4 separate regions of the Mus musculus genome follow, and regions 1, 3 and 4 are each linked to region 2. Evidence: chromatin contacts called from public Hi-C data. All regions are on one chromosome and are shown on one strand. Each heading gives the region's core, a stretch centred on a gene start, on an enhancer-like site or on the middle of the called end of the contact. The rest is flanking DNA. Distances are from core to core; before and after follow the strand shown.

The links. A called contact is a pair of places that touch in the nucleus more often than the background predicts.
Region 1: a Hi-C map of granulocyte-monocyte progenitors shows a contact between it and region 2, with 2.7 times the contacts expected there. The contact joins two enhancer-like sites. A contact is called at or near these places in 1 of 39 promoter capture datasets (liver), 3 of 484 Hi-C or Micro-C datasets (the HL-1 cell line, granulocyte-monocyte progenitors and nephron progenitors), 2 of 115 datasets of contacts at active chromatin or transcription factors (embryonic forebrain and embryonic stem cells) and 1 of 9 other capture datasets (adipose tissue).
Region 3: a Hi-C map of liver shows a contact between it and region 2, with 6 times the contacts expected there. The contact joins two enhancer-like sites. A contact is called at or near these places in 2 of 39 promoter capture datasets (hippocampal neurons and liver), 21 of 484 Hi-C or Micro-C datasets (ECoMG-derived neutrophils, the G1E-ER4 cell line, the HL-1 cell line and 9 more), 4 of 115 datasets of contacts at active chromatin or transcription factors (the HPC-7 cell line, craniofacial prominence, embryonic stem cells and 1 more) and 2 of 9 other capture datasets (adipose tissue and pancreatic islet).
Region 4: a contact with region 2 is called in a Hi-C map of liver, with 3 times the contacts expected there. The contact joins two enhancer-like sites. A contact is called at or near these places in 5 of 39 promoter capture datasets (frontonasal cranial neural crest, hippocampal neurons, liver and 2 more), 18 of 484 Hi-C or Micro-C datasets (the G1E-ER4 cell line, the HL-1 cell line, the HPC-7 cell line and 9 more), 3 of 115 datasets of contacts at active chromatin or transcription factors (the HPC-7 cell line, craniofacial prominence and liver) and 1 of 9 other capture datasets (pancreatic islet).

The regions. Positions count from the first base shown.
Region 1 is chr1:170,534,106-170,537,522 of GRCm38.p6, forward strand. All of the region lies in intron 1 of Nos1ap (nitric oxide synthase 1 (neuronal) adaptor protein), which reads right to left. Gm46171 (a long non-coding RNA gene) reads right to left here. Exons shown (of 2, transcript XR_001779534.1): 2 at 1-3,417. Among named protein-coding and RNA genes, the nearest start is that of Gm46171, 5.0 kb to the right of the region's middle. Within about 2 kb of position 1,391, at least 54 of the 459 cell types and tissues checked have an H3K27ac peak or open chromatin away from gene starts, as enhancers often do. A contact at or near this core is called in granulocyte-monocyte progenitors, where this site is marked.
Region 2 is chr1:170,607,369-170,611,001 of GRCm38.p6, forward strand. No RefSeq gene overlaps it. Among named protein-coding and RNA genes, the nearest start is that of Nos1ap, 19 kb to the left of the region's middle. Within about 2 kb of position 1,258, at least 20 of the 459 cell types and tissues checked have an H3K27ac peak or open chromatin away from gene starts, as enhancers often do. A contact at or near this core is called in granulocyte-monocyte progenitors and liver, where this site is marked.
Region 3 is chr1:170,514,918-170,518,138 of GRCm38.p6, forward strand. The region is part of intron 1 of Nos1ap (nitric oxide synthase 1 (neuronal) adaptor protein); the gene reads right to left. Among named protein-coding and RNA genes, the nearest start is that of Gm46171, 24 kb to the right of the region's middle. Within about 2 kb of position 1,419, at least 14 of the 459 cell types and tissues checked have an H3K27ac peak or open chromatin away from gene starts, as enhancers often do. A contact at or near this core is called in liver, where this site is marked.
Region 4 is chr1:170,494,097-170,497,440 of GRCm38.p6, forward strand. All of the region lies in intron 2 of Nos1ap (nitric oxide synthase 1 (neuronal) adaptor protein), which reads right to left. Among named protein-coding and RNA genes, the nearest start is that of Gm46171, 45 kb to the right of the region's middle. Within about 2 kb of position 1,910, at least 12 of the 459 cell types and tissues checked have an H3K27ac peak or open chromatin away from gene starts, as enhancers often do. A contact at or near this core is called in liver, where this site is marked.

The DNA.
Region 1 (3,417 bases), core at 141-2,640, 73 kb before region 2:
GATTGGGAACAGAGACCTATGAGATCCTGCCAAGATGGAAGAAATGGGTCACTGGGGGCACATCTTTGAAGGGCATTTCTTGTCCCCTGTCCCTCTCTGCTTCCTGGCTGCCAGGAAGTAAAGAGCTGTCCTGTGCCGTGCCCTGCCATCATGACACACTGACACACCGCAGGCCCAGAAGCAAGCAACAAAACCAAGTGATTATGAACGGAAAACGTAAGCCAAAAATCCGTCTTTCCTCCCTTATCTCTCTCAGTTATTTGTCAAAGCATAAGAATGCTAATGCAGGAGTTAAAGGAGCCCATGCTGGAGAAGCAGGCAGTGCCACCCTGGAACTTGACTTTCTTTATGAGAAAGTTACAGAGCACTTATGTCTGTTACAGAAAGGAAACACAGAGGCAGAGAGGTCAGGGTTCGGAAATGATGGGAGAATCTGACACTAGCAAAGGAGGCAGCCATCCCAGGCAGGAGAGAGTGCAGACAACGGTCTTCTTTGGGACGTAGAAAAATGGTTTTGGAAACCTAAGTAAGACTGTGCCAGGCCTGGCTTAAATCAGCCTCAAAGCACTGCTTGCTTCCCACTCCAAGACACCAAGAACCAACAGCAAGGGTCCAGACTTGTATGATGGCTTCAAAAGCAAAAGACAGTTTCAAGGAGAAACTGATGTGAACAAGTTTTTTGTTTTTGTTTTTGTTTTTTTAAGGGTGGGAGTTCAAGATGTGGTTTCTCTGTATAGCTCTGGCTATTCCAGAAATCACTTTGTAGACCAGGCTGACCTCAAACTCACAGATATCCACCGACTTCTGCCTTCCAAGTGCTGGGATTAAAGGCATGTACCACCACTGCCCGGCTTAGCATGAATGTTTGGGGGAGGCGGTGCAAAAGACTCATGCTCCGTACAACAGTACCAAATACGTCTCCATTGCTCAGTCTTGTCCATCTACCCCAGCAGAAGCCACATCTTATTCTCTCCCCTTCACAAGAAGTCTCCTCAACAGTCACTTTGCACAACCCATACAAGCAAAACTTCAGAAGGGAGCCTCTGAGGAAACATCCGCTGCTCCTTACACAGAATGGAGAGCTTGCTGCCATGAAGCCACTTCCAGTCATAGAATACCTGTCAGTCACTCACAGACAAGGCTTGTCCCCAGGATGGGTGACAGGAAAAAACTCACCCTCAGAGACAAACAAGAAGCAAGCCATAAGCTCAGGCTGGCGTCTGGCCCAAAACCACACAAAAGCATGGTGCCTTGGTGGTTAGAACCTGTAGTGTTCTATCTCCTCACCCTTGGAGTTACAGGAAGTTCAGAGAGCAATACTAATGAGGAAGGGATGAGGCCAAAACTCAAGCCAGGCACAGGCAGCTCCTACTGGGTCAGGGTAAATGTTGCAACATCTCAAAGCAGGGCTCTGGGCCATGGGAGGCTTCAACTACATGCTTGCCTCTCCTGAGCTGGGAAGTTCCTTGGGGCAAGAACAGTTAGGTGCAGGACTGCAACCGGAAGCAACTTTACACACAGTTAGATAGGACAATCAGTCCAGTCTTCCAGGCCACGTCCTGGTTTTAGCCCTGAAATCCCCACAGGCCAGGTATCTCCAGCCCTAGATAATAGTGGGATAAGGTGTCCTCTCCTCTCGACCCTGAAGGGTTCCCATAACAGAGGAGTAAACACCCTAACCTACCAGATAGCATAGGTGCTGCTATGCAAACTCCTTCCCTGCGCTCCTCATGGGAATAAAGGGAGATTCCAAGAGAGAAAGAACTGCCCTTTAGGGTGACCTGAAGTAGCTGTGCTTTGAATGTTTGTTCCCCAGGACTTAACGTGTCAGAAACTTAACATTCAAAGTTACAGGCTGGTGGTAGTTGGAGCTGGGGCCTCTGGGAAGTGACTGACTGAGGGGGGCTGGGCCCCTGTGGAAGGAGTTATCCATTCTCCAATTAATGAATGTATTGCTGTAGGGGTGGCTTTGTTTTAAACGCTCCTCTGATCTGCTTGCTCCTTCTTATCCTGTGACTCCCTCTGCCTCCCATAACACTGCAGGACGGTCCTCATAGGTAGACTGCCCTTGGTCTTCCCAGCCTCCAGAACCATGAGCTAAATAAACCATGACCCCTTATTAGGTATCCGGCCTTGGACATTTTCTTATAATGACAGACAGTGGACAGCATCGACCTCAGATCCTGCCTGGCCAGGATTCAGTCACACCAGCTTCTTCACCCCCTGACAGGGTTGGATCTGGCATGGCCAGCAAATGAAGGAAATAAAGGCTCTAGCACCATAATTATTAATAACCATATTAATATAAATTCCTATATTTTTATACAAATTCCGAGAACTTTACCCACCCCATTGCTACAGTCTTATCCTCTTGGGTCACTGTGCCCACATTTACAAAACCTAACCAAAGGAAAACCACATATCCCATCAACACCCTGCCCTGTGGCACAAGTCAGGCAAACTAAATATAATCTCCCAAGACCTACAGCAAGAACCACACAGTTACCTTCCTCCTCTAAACCCATGAAAACCATGATAACAAACGAACGAGAGCAGCTTTCAACTGGTGAGGTTTTTATTAATTTTCACTACATTTACTTATTGATAGGGAGGTACACAGGCCCACAACACAAGTGTAGAGGAAACTTGTAAGAGTCAGGTTCTCTCCTTCCATCAGATGGGTCCCAGGGATCGAACTCACGTCATCGGGATCAGTGGCAGGCACTTTACCTGCTAAGCTATCTTGTTGGCCCTCAACTGATGAGTTTTGAGGCAACTGGCTACTAGTGAGTAGTATATATTTGTTATATCAACTACAGTTGCTTAGCAAGCCAACATATTGCATACCTAAGAAGAAAGCAAAGAAGCTGCTTGATACAGTCTTTTTCTCGGGTTTATATGTAACATTGACTATAAGGAATGGATACTGGCTTCAAAGACCATCCCAGCACCCCGACCCACCCCGCCCCTTACACATTTAGTCTCTGTCACAGATCAACTGGTGTTTACACATATACCCCAAACCAAGGAGAACTGCTGCTTCTTGCTTTCAGTTAAGGGGGCTGCTGTATCTGTGCATTCACAAATAAATATGCAAGATGGAGACACATATAAGCAACCATAACATTCTACGCATACGACAACACAGCAACACTCAAGTGCATATGCAGCTGTACACAAGTGTGGACTTGGAGAGACTTAAGTAGCCAAGGCAGCTGGATCGCAAAATGCTGAGCAAGCAAATGAATGCTGAAACAGGAGAGCTTAGAGATGGATGGGGTACAAAGTGAGGATGGGTGGGAGGAAGCAGGGCCCTGTGGCTTACTTCGATGGGTCCTGGAGTTCCTAGACCACCTCAGCATTAACGCAAAGAACACAGTAGCCACACCACATTGTGCTGATCATGCACAGCACTCC
Region 2 (3,633 bases), core at 8-2,507:
TAAAACCCTGAGTTTGATCTGAGTACCACATAACTGTAATCCCAGCACACGGGAGAGAGAGCAGGTTGACCAGAGACTAAAGGTCAACTCCAGGTACGTTGTGACTCTGAGGTCACCCTGGGCTACACAAAGACCCCTTGTCAAAAATAAAAAAATTAAAACTTAGACCTGCAGTATGGCTCAGCAGATAAAAGGACCTGTCAACCAAGCCTGCTGACCAGATTTTGACCCCTGGGACCTTCATGCAAGAAAGGGAGAACCAACCCTTGTAAGTTGTTCTCTGACCTCCACACAGTATTGTGGTACACATGGCCACAATCAATCCATCAATGTAAAATCAATACTCATTCCGCTGATGAAAGGAAATTTCCTAACTGGTCCTATCTTCTAACTAAGACCATCTAAAGTCAACAAACATGTACTATTCTGTGACATTCAAGTTCTTTTGGAGGCCAATTGAAAAAACAAATGAATGCCATATTTGGTCACAATTAAGATCTACCTGAGTCCATTTGAGGCCTGGGCAATGGATACCCAAGGCACTTTTATAGTTATTCCCATGAAAGTTTTGACAGGTTTTATTGAATGAAGGATTTCATGAAGCTGGTTTCAAGCTGAATCCCAAAGACAGGGAAAATTTTTCTTGTATTTACCAGGTGCTTGGAGATCGATGTTACCTCATTATGCATGAATTTAGGGAACACCTAACAGATGCCGTTGTTACATAAGATTTCTGGCCACATGGTCAGTCGATATTTGCTAGTTGCTAACTCTGTACTGGACAATAAAAAAATAGATGAAATAATTTCTCTTCTCAAGAAATTCACCTTGATCTAAACAAGGAGTTAACACTGACCTCACAGCCCCAGAATAGCAGTGCATGCCTGTAATCCCAACCTAGGAAACTGAGGCAAGACAATGCCATGAGTTCAAGGCCAGCCAGGGCTACATAGCAAAACCCTCTCTAAATGACCAGACAGGACTGGTATGCAGGTATTTACATGGTACAGAAATAAAACAGAAAAACTAAGGGGTCAAAGTGACTCCAGAAACTAAAGAATAGGTGAGGTATTCTGTGTGGCAGCTAGAGGTGGGGGTGGGGGATGTAGAACCAGGGAAAGTGTCACGAAGGATGCAGTATTTGAGCCCAGCACTGAGGAATTCTATTACTTTCATAAGCAAGAACAGAAAAGATCATTCTGGACAGAGAGCAGAGCCAATCAGGCTGCTGCTATTGGTCCATGTGCTTGAGACCAGAACCTCCTCTCCAAATGCATGTTGACTTTTGCTCTACCAGCTGAGTCCTGTTCAGTTGTCCAGTGAGCTCTTGGGCCTTTCCCAAATTAACTCCAGGACCTTAAGCATAGAGGTTTAGGAGGACATGAGCCAGGCTTCACGCCTCTCCTGAACTCAGACCTCTGTCCTATGACTATACATCTCTGGCCAGAAAGGAAGAGCACTCCACAAAGGCCTTCCCTCTCCTGTTACAGCCGTTAGAGAGAAAGAGAAAGGAAAATGTTGTTCCTCATTTTGAGATCATACAGAAAAAATGATAAAGTCTAACTTGTCCATGGGATTGTTTCTGCATTTGCTCATGTAGAGATACTCACTAGATATACTGTACACAAATATAGTTATAGACATATACAATGGAGAGACAAGCAGACAGACAGACAGACACACATGCACACACACACACATGACTCCAACAGCAAATATCTATAAGAAGATAAATGTAATATGTTGTATATACATGATTAATTAACCCTAAAAAGAAAATAATTCCTGGGGCTGGGGAGACCGTTTCTGTTCCAGAGGAGCCAGGTTCAGTTCCCAGCACCCACATGGTGGCTCACAAGCATCTGCAATCCCAGTGCCAGGGGATCTGACTCCTCTTCTGACCTCTGTGACCTCTGACCAGGCATGGGTGGGGTACACTGAAGTACATGCAGGCAAAACAACCTTACACATAAACACAAAACAAAATAATGAGAGAAAAGATAAGAAAATGAAGATAACTCTTAGCTGGGAGTGGGGGTGCAGATCTAACACTCCGGCGCTCAAGAGCAGGAGATAAGAGGATCATTGCAGGTTCAAGAGCAGCCTGCTCTATATAGCAACTTAGGTATGTTTCCAAGCCAGCTAGTGCTGCATGGTGAAGTCCTTTTAGGTGTCCAAAACCTAAAAAAGCATAGAAAGAAAGAAAGAAAGAAAGAAAGAAAGAAAGAAAGAAAGAAAGAAAGAAAGAAAGAAAGAAAGAAAGGAAGGAAGGAAGGAAGGAAGGAAGGAAGGAAGGAAGGAAGGAAGGAAGGAAGGAAGGAAGGAAGGAAGGAAGAAAGAAAGAAAGAAAGAAAGAAAGAAAGAAAGAAAGAAAGAAAGAAAGAAAGAAAGAAAGAAAGAAAGAAAGAAAGAAAGAGGGAGGGAGGGAGGGAGGGAGGGAGGGAGGGAGGAACTCAACACCTGGATAAACCTTGGGGATGCTAGATATTAAACTAGGTACTTGGGTACTTGACAATGGCAAGCAAGCAGCCAGCACCATTTTGGAGCGGGTTAGTCTGTGGCTTCTGGCTGTATCGAAGCATAACACAAGCATCACTTCAAGTGCCTGTCTGTGGTCTGTGGAGAACACATGTTTCTGCTAACCCTGTCAGGACGGAGGGTGTTTGTGGCGAAGAGGCAGAACCCGGGCCAGGAGCACACTGAACTTGCAGAGCTCAAGGGCTGGAGAGTGGGCTGAGTCTGGGGCCTGAGATGGGGAGGACCGCATCTTCTGCCTCTTTGCTTGTTGGAACCACGGTCTTGCACTCACTGCCCCTGGCCCCAACACACAACTGAAGGCCAGATCCTTGGGAGTTTTGTGCCATGCTGGGAGAACTTTAGCAGAGTAGATTTCCTTTCCCCCTTCCTTTCTCCCTCTTGATTAACATGAATCTGATCTTCCAAAGAAGGAAACGGCTGCTAAGATGAATTTTGTTAAGTATATTTTACCAAAATAAATGTTTTAAAACAATGACATCATGCATTACTTATAAGTATGTATCACATTTCTTATCACGTTGTGAGCTCCTAACAGACACTTGCTGTCCAAGGCCCATCATGACTGCATTAGTGGTGCACTTAGATAAGAGGGCCCGCCCAGGACCTGGAGATGGAGCCCAGTGACTGAGTGTTAACCTCATGCATGCAAGAAGGGTCACCCAGACTTTCAGAGATGTATTTTAGGGCTCAGGATGTGGCTCAGTTGACAGAGTGCTTACCAAGCATGTCCCTGGGTTCCAATCCAATTTAAACCTGGCATAGTAGCCCAAGACTGTAACCTAGTCCTGGGAGGTAGAGACAGATAATCATGAGTAAGGTTATCTTCATCTACATAACAAGTCCAAGACCACTGGACCACAAGATCCTTTTTTAGATTGTGCCTCCTACCCCGTGTGCGTACACGCCCCCCCCCCCAAACCAATCAAACAAACAAACCCCAGATGTGGCAATTTGGTAATATAGTCCCAAGGATATCTCTTCCTAGGCCCTGTGACTAGACTTGCCTGTGAGTGACTGTTTCACCTGGTTATTTAACCACAGTATGTAGCTGGGATAGACTGGTATTCTAGGGAGGTATTTGTGGCCTACTGGTTT
Region 3 (3,221 bases), core at 169-2,668, 92 kb before region 2:
TAGCAAAGCCCTGTGTTTGGGTAAGAAGACGTCTGAATCAGAAAGGCTCCTTGTAGAGTTCTGACCCTGCCTATAGGACATGGTAAGAGCAGTTTTCTTTTTCCCCTTTCAATTTCTTCATCTGTAAGAGCAAATAAATTATACACACACGGGGGGGGGGGGGGGGAGGGGACCGGGAGAGGGAGAGGGGACAGGGAGAGGGAAAGAAACTCTTATAATAAAAGTGTTTGCCAAAAATAAATGCACTAAGAGAAAAATAGACACTTTTGGTGTTATTGTCTGGGATTTTTGTTTTGTTTTGTTTTGTTTGTTCTGTTTTGGATTTGTTTGTAGTTTTACAAGCCCCCACTCTTAAACCCAGGCTGGCCTGGAACTCACTCTGTAGCTCAGGCTGGTAATTGAATTCACAGCACGCCTCCTGCCTCAGACTCCCAAGTGCTGTGACTGTGCAGCCTGAAGCACCACATCTGGCTACTCTTTTTTAATTACTGGAATTTTATTGAGTTATTTCTAGACATATTGTAGACCACCAACATTTTGTTAAGTTCCTGACTGGAGAAAGAATGGACTAATATTAGCTTTATAAAAAAAGTACTCAATTGGACTTTTTATTGCTTTTTGAGACAGGTTCACCATCTAATTGAGACTGACCTCAAAATCACCTGTTCCCCTGTCTCAGCCTCCTGAGTGTCCGGGATTACAGGTGTGCACCACCACACCTGCCCTGATTATACTTTGAAGTTGTCCACTAAACCAGATTGCATTAAGGTTAATGTTTAACATGTATTTCCTTGCTAAAGACTATTCAATAATGCAAAAATAAGCAAACAAAAGAATCAAGCCCTCACTCTCAACTGATTAGTACCAGTCTCTGTCTTTGCTTACCAATGGGCATAAATTCAGACAATTAGTTCTAAGGGGGGGGGAGGCTGTATTATTCAGGAATTTAAATACAACCCAGGTATCTAAGTCCGTGCAGGCAGGTGATCAAATTGAACATCAGGCCTTCTTTCCTGACAGACCCTTCAAACCATATCCCTTCGCTTCCCTAAATCACCTCACCTACTTGTCCAAGAGTTAGCCAAGGAGTTAGCTCTAAACAGCTTGATACGTACCTAAGCAAAGGTTGACTCAACAGAAATAGGACAGTCATGTTTGAAAGATAGCCCCTATGGTTACGGGAAAAGAAAGTTTTTCCCAAAATTTGGAGCTAAGGACTGGCTCCAGTCAGAAGAATTTCACAAATGGCACTGGGAGCAAATGGATTTCCCCTAGTATTGACCAAGAGCATGTGTTGACACACTGAAGAATGAAGTTCCCAGCAGCAGATGAGTTGGCTGGTAAACCACGGGTACACTATAGTCCGGCCCCTTGGGGAACCCACCCAAATACATGGGCTTATTGACCAAGGACCTTGAACCTTGCTGAGGCAACAAAGCCCCTAGGTTTCTCTATGGTTAGTAATTCTCCCCAGTGGACTCTGCTGGGGATTCAAGGTCAACAATAATAGGTCAGTGACCTGAGCAGCCAGAGATGGCAAGGCGCCATTCATGATTACCCAACTTCAAAGGCCCTCCAGCCCAGAGGGAGTTTCTGGGATCCCTTTGCGTGTTCCGTGCTGCTCTTCCCTGAACCCGCTGGACTCAGAAACACAAACCTTCTGGGGCTCAGATCCTCCTGCAACCATGTGAAGTCCAAGGCCTCGGGACTGAACAAGGTCACTATTGTAGAGGAGCCGGAGCGGGAAGAGGAGGTACACGGAAGAGGAATCGCTGCCAGTCCAGAAGAGAATGCTAACCACAGAGCCTGAACACAAACACCCAAAGGGGACCGTTCTCTGGCTATACCGCAGCCCACCTCTCCATCCTGGGGAAGGATGCAGTTAGACTGAAACAATTAGGAAATGATGGGGCGGGGCGGGCAGTCTACATATAAGAGGGCCCCTATTCCTAGGCCCATCCTTGCCCTACAAGAGCCTGCCTCCCTCCACCAGGCCCCCACCCAAGCTGGTATGTGCACTCTGCACACACCTATATGCACTCGCACTTGCACCTAAACCTGTGTGTGTGTGTGTGTGTGTGTGTGTGTGTGTGCTGACATACCTCAAACACATACACACACCCACTCACAGTGCACACCCACTAAAACACTCACCACACTCACACCACACACCTACGTTCCCTTCTTCCCCCACTCCCTTCCCTGTAAAGAAAACTCACAAGTCTGCCTTCCGGAAAATGAGTCTGCAGGAGCTAACCCAGCTCCATCCTACTGCACCTTAGGGTCAACTGCAGCGAGTAGGAGGGTGTAGGCAAAGGAGGACTCAGGTCTCCATCTCCCAGACAAAAGTTCAGCTTCCACGCTAACAAACATGAATCAAAATGAGAGCCAGGATGCCCAGGAAGCAGCGAGAGCAGAAAGCCAGCTCCTTGGGCCAAAGCCGAGGGTGTGATCACTGAAATCACCTCCATTTCTACCACAGCCAAGCGGGCAAGCAATCATCTCTGTACCTGACCTAACCACTACCACCCCCCACACACACACACAGCTAAGGCTTCTATCTCGAGCAAGCCGTGAAACGGTCTACAATCACTCCCACTTGCCGGTCGGTCAGGTCATCCTTGATGATTGCTCTTTTTTGGTGGTCAAGTTCACAAGTTTTTATAACCAACTGAACTAAGCCAGGAGCCTCCATTCTAGACAAGAAAGGTGGTTCCAGGCTAGACTTAATCCCAGCTGAGCTAACAAACTGCAGAGGTGGTGGCTGCTCTCACTTCCTACTGGAATCAGGCAAGGCCAGCTCCCTTTCTCCAGTCAAAGTCTTTCGGTGGGGGAGTTATCAACTAGAAATGTCTTTCCCTTTATCTGCATCCTCTGCAGGATCCTGGGGTCCAAGGGACCCAAGGACAATGAAAGGGGCTTATTCAATACCTAGAAATTAAAAGAATAATTTCCAAAATGGCAACTTGTTTCCTTTCCTTCAACTCCCCGTATCACATCCCTCCCCTTACCCACCTCATCTCCCTCTCACCCCCCTCATCCCCCTCATCCTCCTCATTCCCTTTATCCTCCTTATCCCTCTCATCACCTTTATTCCCTTTATCATCTCTCTCATTCCCTTTATCCCTCTCATTAGTCCCCCTCATCCCCCTCATCCCCCTCATCCCCCTCACCCCCCTCATCCCCCTCATCCTCCTCACCCTGGTATCAGTCCCTAATCA
Region 4 (3,344 bases), core at 660-3,159, 110 kb before region 2:
TCATAAATCAGAAATCCAGTCTCTGAGGACCATCCTGGATTGGTCCTCACCTCTCACATTATCTTCTCCATCCCTACTCTGGGGCTCTAGGTTGAGCCCTGACAGCCTTGCCTTCCTCATCTGTCCTCAACACTGTCTGAGCGTATGCAACTCTCTCCACCGTTTCTTCTCTGACAGAAGAAATATCTCAGTAGCTTGCTACCATCCACAGGATAAACTCAGCATTCAATAGGCAAGATTTGTGGCCTTCTTGTCTAGAAAGTCAAATGTCAAGTGCATCCTTGCTCCAGTCTCCCTGTGTTCTCTTCTGTAGGCCCAGTAGGTACCATCTATTTAGACGCTCCTTTGTCATCTGTCCTTCTTAGCTGGAGGACTATGGACTCTGAAACCTGCCTTGACCCCCCCTGGAGGCACTATGTGACATACTATCTAGCACCTTATGTCCTCTGCCCTACTTGATAGCTACTAGTTTCCAGGACTCCCACCCCCCCCCCCATTCTGGGAATATCTAAAGGGAAAAACTTGTAATTTTTCTCCTTCCTGCATTTTCAGTAGTTCTAAGGAATAAATAGTAGCAATGGCTACTGAATTTATCATGTTTCAAACCCAGCATGACGATTAAGACACAGATTGTGGGAGCCACACAGCCTGTGTTCCAAGACCAGCTTGATTCCCAATAGCTGTGTTCCATGGCTTAGACAGAATTTGGGTTCCTCTCAAAGCTCCATATGATAAAATTTAATTCCCACTGTTCAGAATTAAGAGATGGAACTTCGCTGGGCGTGGTGACACATGCCTTTAATCCCAGCACTCGGGAGGCAGAGGCAGGTGGATTTCTGAGTTCGAGGCCAGCCTGGTCTACAAAGTGAGTTCCAAGACAGCCAGGGCTATACAGAGAAACCCTGTCTCGAAAAACAAAAGAAAACCAAAGGGGGGGGGGAAAAAAAGAGATGAAACTTCATCTGACTATGGTAATGGGAGGTGGGGCTAAGATAGGGTTTGTAGAAGATCACTGGGATTGGATGAGGTCATCAGGGTGGAGTCCCCATGACTGAGCGTGCGTGCGCACACGCACACACACACACACACAAACATCTTTTACCCCGTATGATGTCCTGCACCACCTCAGGACACTGCCACAGAAAGCCATATGTGGCCATTTCAACTTTGAGCTCCAAAGCTTCTTTCCTTTATCATTTATTCAGTGTATAGGTCTCTGTATAGGCAACAACGACAACAAAGACTAACACACCACCACTCAGGTCAAGTTGCTTACTTTCCTTGTGCCTTGGTTTCATCACCTCTAAAATGTAGAAATAGTTTAAAAACAGCATAAAACCAAACACGTTCTACCCCTAAGACCACAAGCTCGATTACTTATCCAAATGAAATTAAAATTTATGCCCACACAATAACCTTCATACAGATGTTTGCAGTAGCTCTATTCATAATTGCCAAACCTTGGGAGCAGCCAGCAGGTGCTTCGGCCGATGAATAGATAAATAAACTATGGTACATCAAACAACGAAGTAGTAATCACAGCTTGAGAGCTGAGTTAGACAGCCAGGAAGAAAGATGGAGGGCCCTTAAACACGCCTTGGTGTGAAAGAAGCCAGGCTGCAAGACTGTTTTCTGTACGATTCCAGCCACGTGACTTTCTGGGAAAGACAGAGATTGTGGACGCAGTGAAAAGATCTGTAGTTGCTGGGGGTAGGGGGTGGGGTGGGAGAAGGGGAATGAAGGAAAATCAGGCAGAACACAGAGGGGTTTTAGGGCAGTGAAAGTCCCTCTGCTCAGAACCCCCGACCCTGAACATTCACCGTCATCTATTTGTCCAATGCCACGAGGAAGGCTGCTGCAAGTGTGAACCTGATGTGACATATGGACTTTGGGTGATAACAGTGGGTCATGGTAGGGTCACTGATTGTAATCACAGTATCGCCTAAGCACAGCCTGGCAGTAGCAGGGGAGAAGGGACGTGGGAGCGACACAGGGAATTCCTCTGTACTTTCCATGTAATGTGGCTGAAATTGTTCTTTAAAAAAAACTAGCTTATTCATTTTTATCAAGCAGAAAACATTTCCATCTTCATTCAATTGAAAAAGCGAATAAATAAAAAGGTCCAGGAACATGCCAAAATCAGTAAATAAAAGAAGAGGCAAACTCAGGATGTCAACATCTGGCATGCCGGGCAGCGACCTGCCGGGAATGGGAATGGGAGAAAGCAAGCCGGCAGCAAAGATGAACTGTGGTGACTCAGCGCGTGGTCAGGGCCTTCATGCCAACCGCTCAAATGGCAGGCTCCCTTCCAACCTACCTGCAGGATCTGTCACCACAGCCTGTCCCAGAGACCTGAAAGGGTCATATGGGGGCCAGTTCCTCTCCAGAGCCACACAAGGTAAGTCATTCTTACACAACCACCCCAGGCCTACTGGCCTTACGACCTCACCAATGCAGAGGAAAAGCAGCTTTCAGGACTCAACTGTTCAACAACAGAAGGGTCATCAGCTCCAGATCACAGGATTTCCCTTCTCCCCCATATCAATTCCTAGATTTAAAAAAGAAAATTCTCTAGGCCAGCAAAATGGCTCTGTTGGTACAGGTGCTGGCTGCTAAAACTGATGTCCTGAGTTTGATCCCAGGGAGACACATAGTGGACTCAAAAACTGTCTCCTACTGATCTTCTAGTCTTCTGACTGATCTCCATGCACACAGTGTGGCACACCTGTGCCCACATACACCCACACACAAATAAATTATTAAATAAACTTTAAAAAAAAACATTGAAAGTTCCCTGACATGACAGCATTTGCCACTTACAGATGGTGAAGAAAAGCATCAACAGATCAGTGTATAGGCTGGTCAACAGATCAGTGTATAGGCAGGTTAATAGATCAGTGTATAGGCTGGTCAACAGATAAGTTTATAGGCAGGTCAACAGATCAGTGTATAGGCAGGTCAACAGATCAGTGTATAGGTTGGTCAACAGATCAGTGTATAGGCAGGTCAATAGATCAGTGTATAGGTTGGTCAACAGATCAGTGTATAGGCAGGTCAACAGATCAGTGTATAGGCAGGTCAGTAGATCAGTGTATAGGCAGGTCAACAGATCAGTGTATAGGCAGGTCAACAGATCAGTGTATAGGCAGGTCAGTAGATCAGTGTATAGGCAGGTCAACAGATCAGTGTATAGGCAGGTCAGTAGATCAGTGTATAGGCAGGTCAACAGATCAGTGTATAGGCAGGTCAGTAGATCAGTGTATAGGCAGGTCAATAGATCAGTGTATAGGCAGGTCAGTAGATCAGTGTATAGGCAGGTCAATAGATCAGTGTATAGGCAGGTC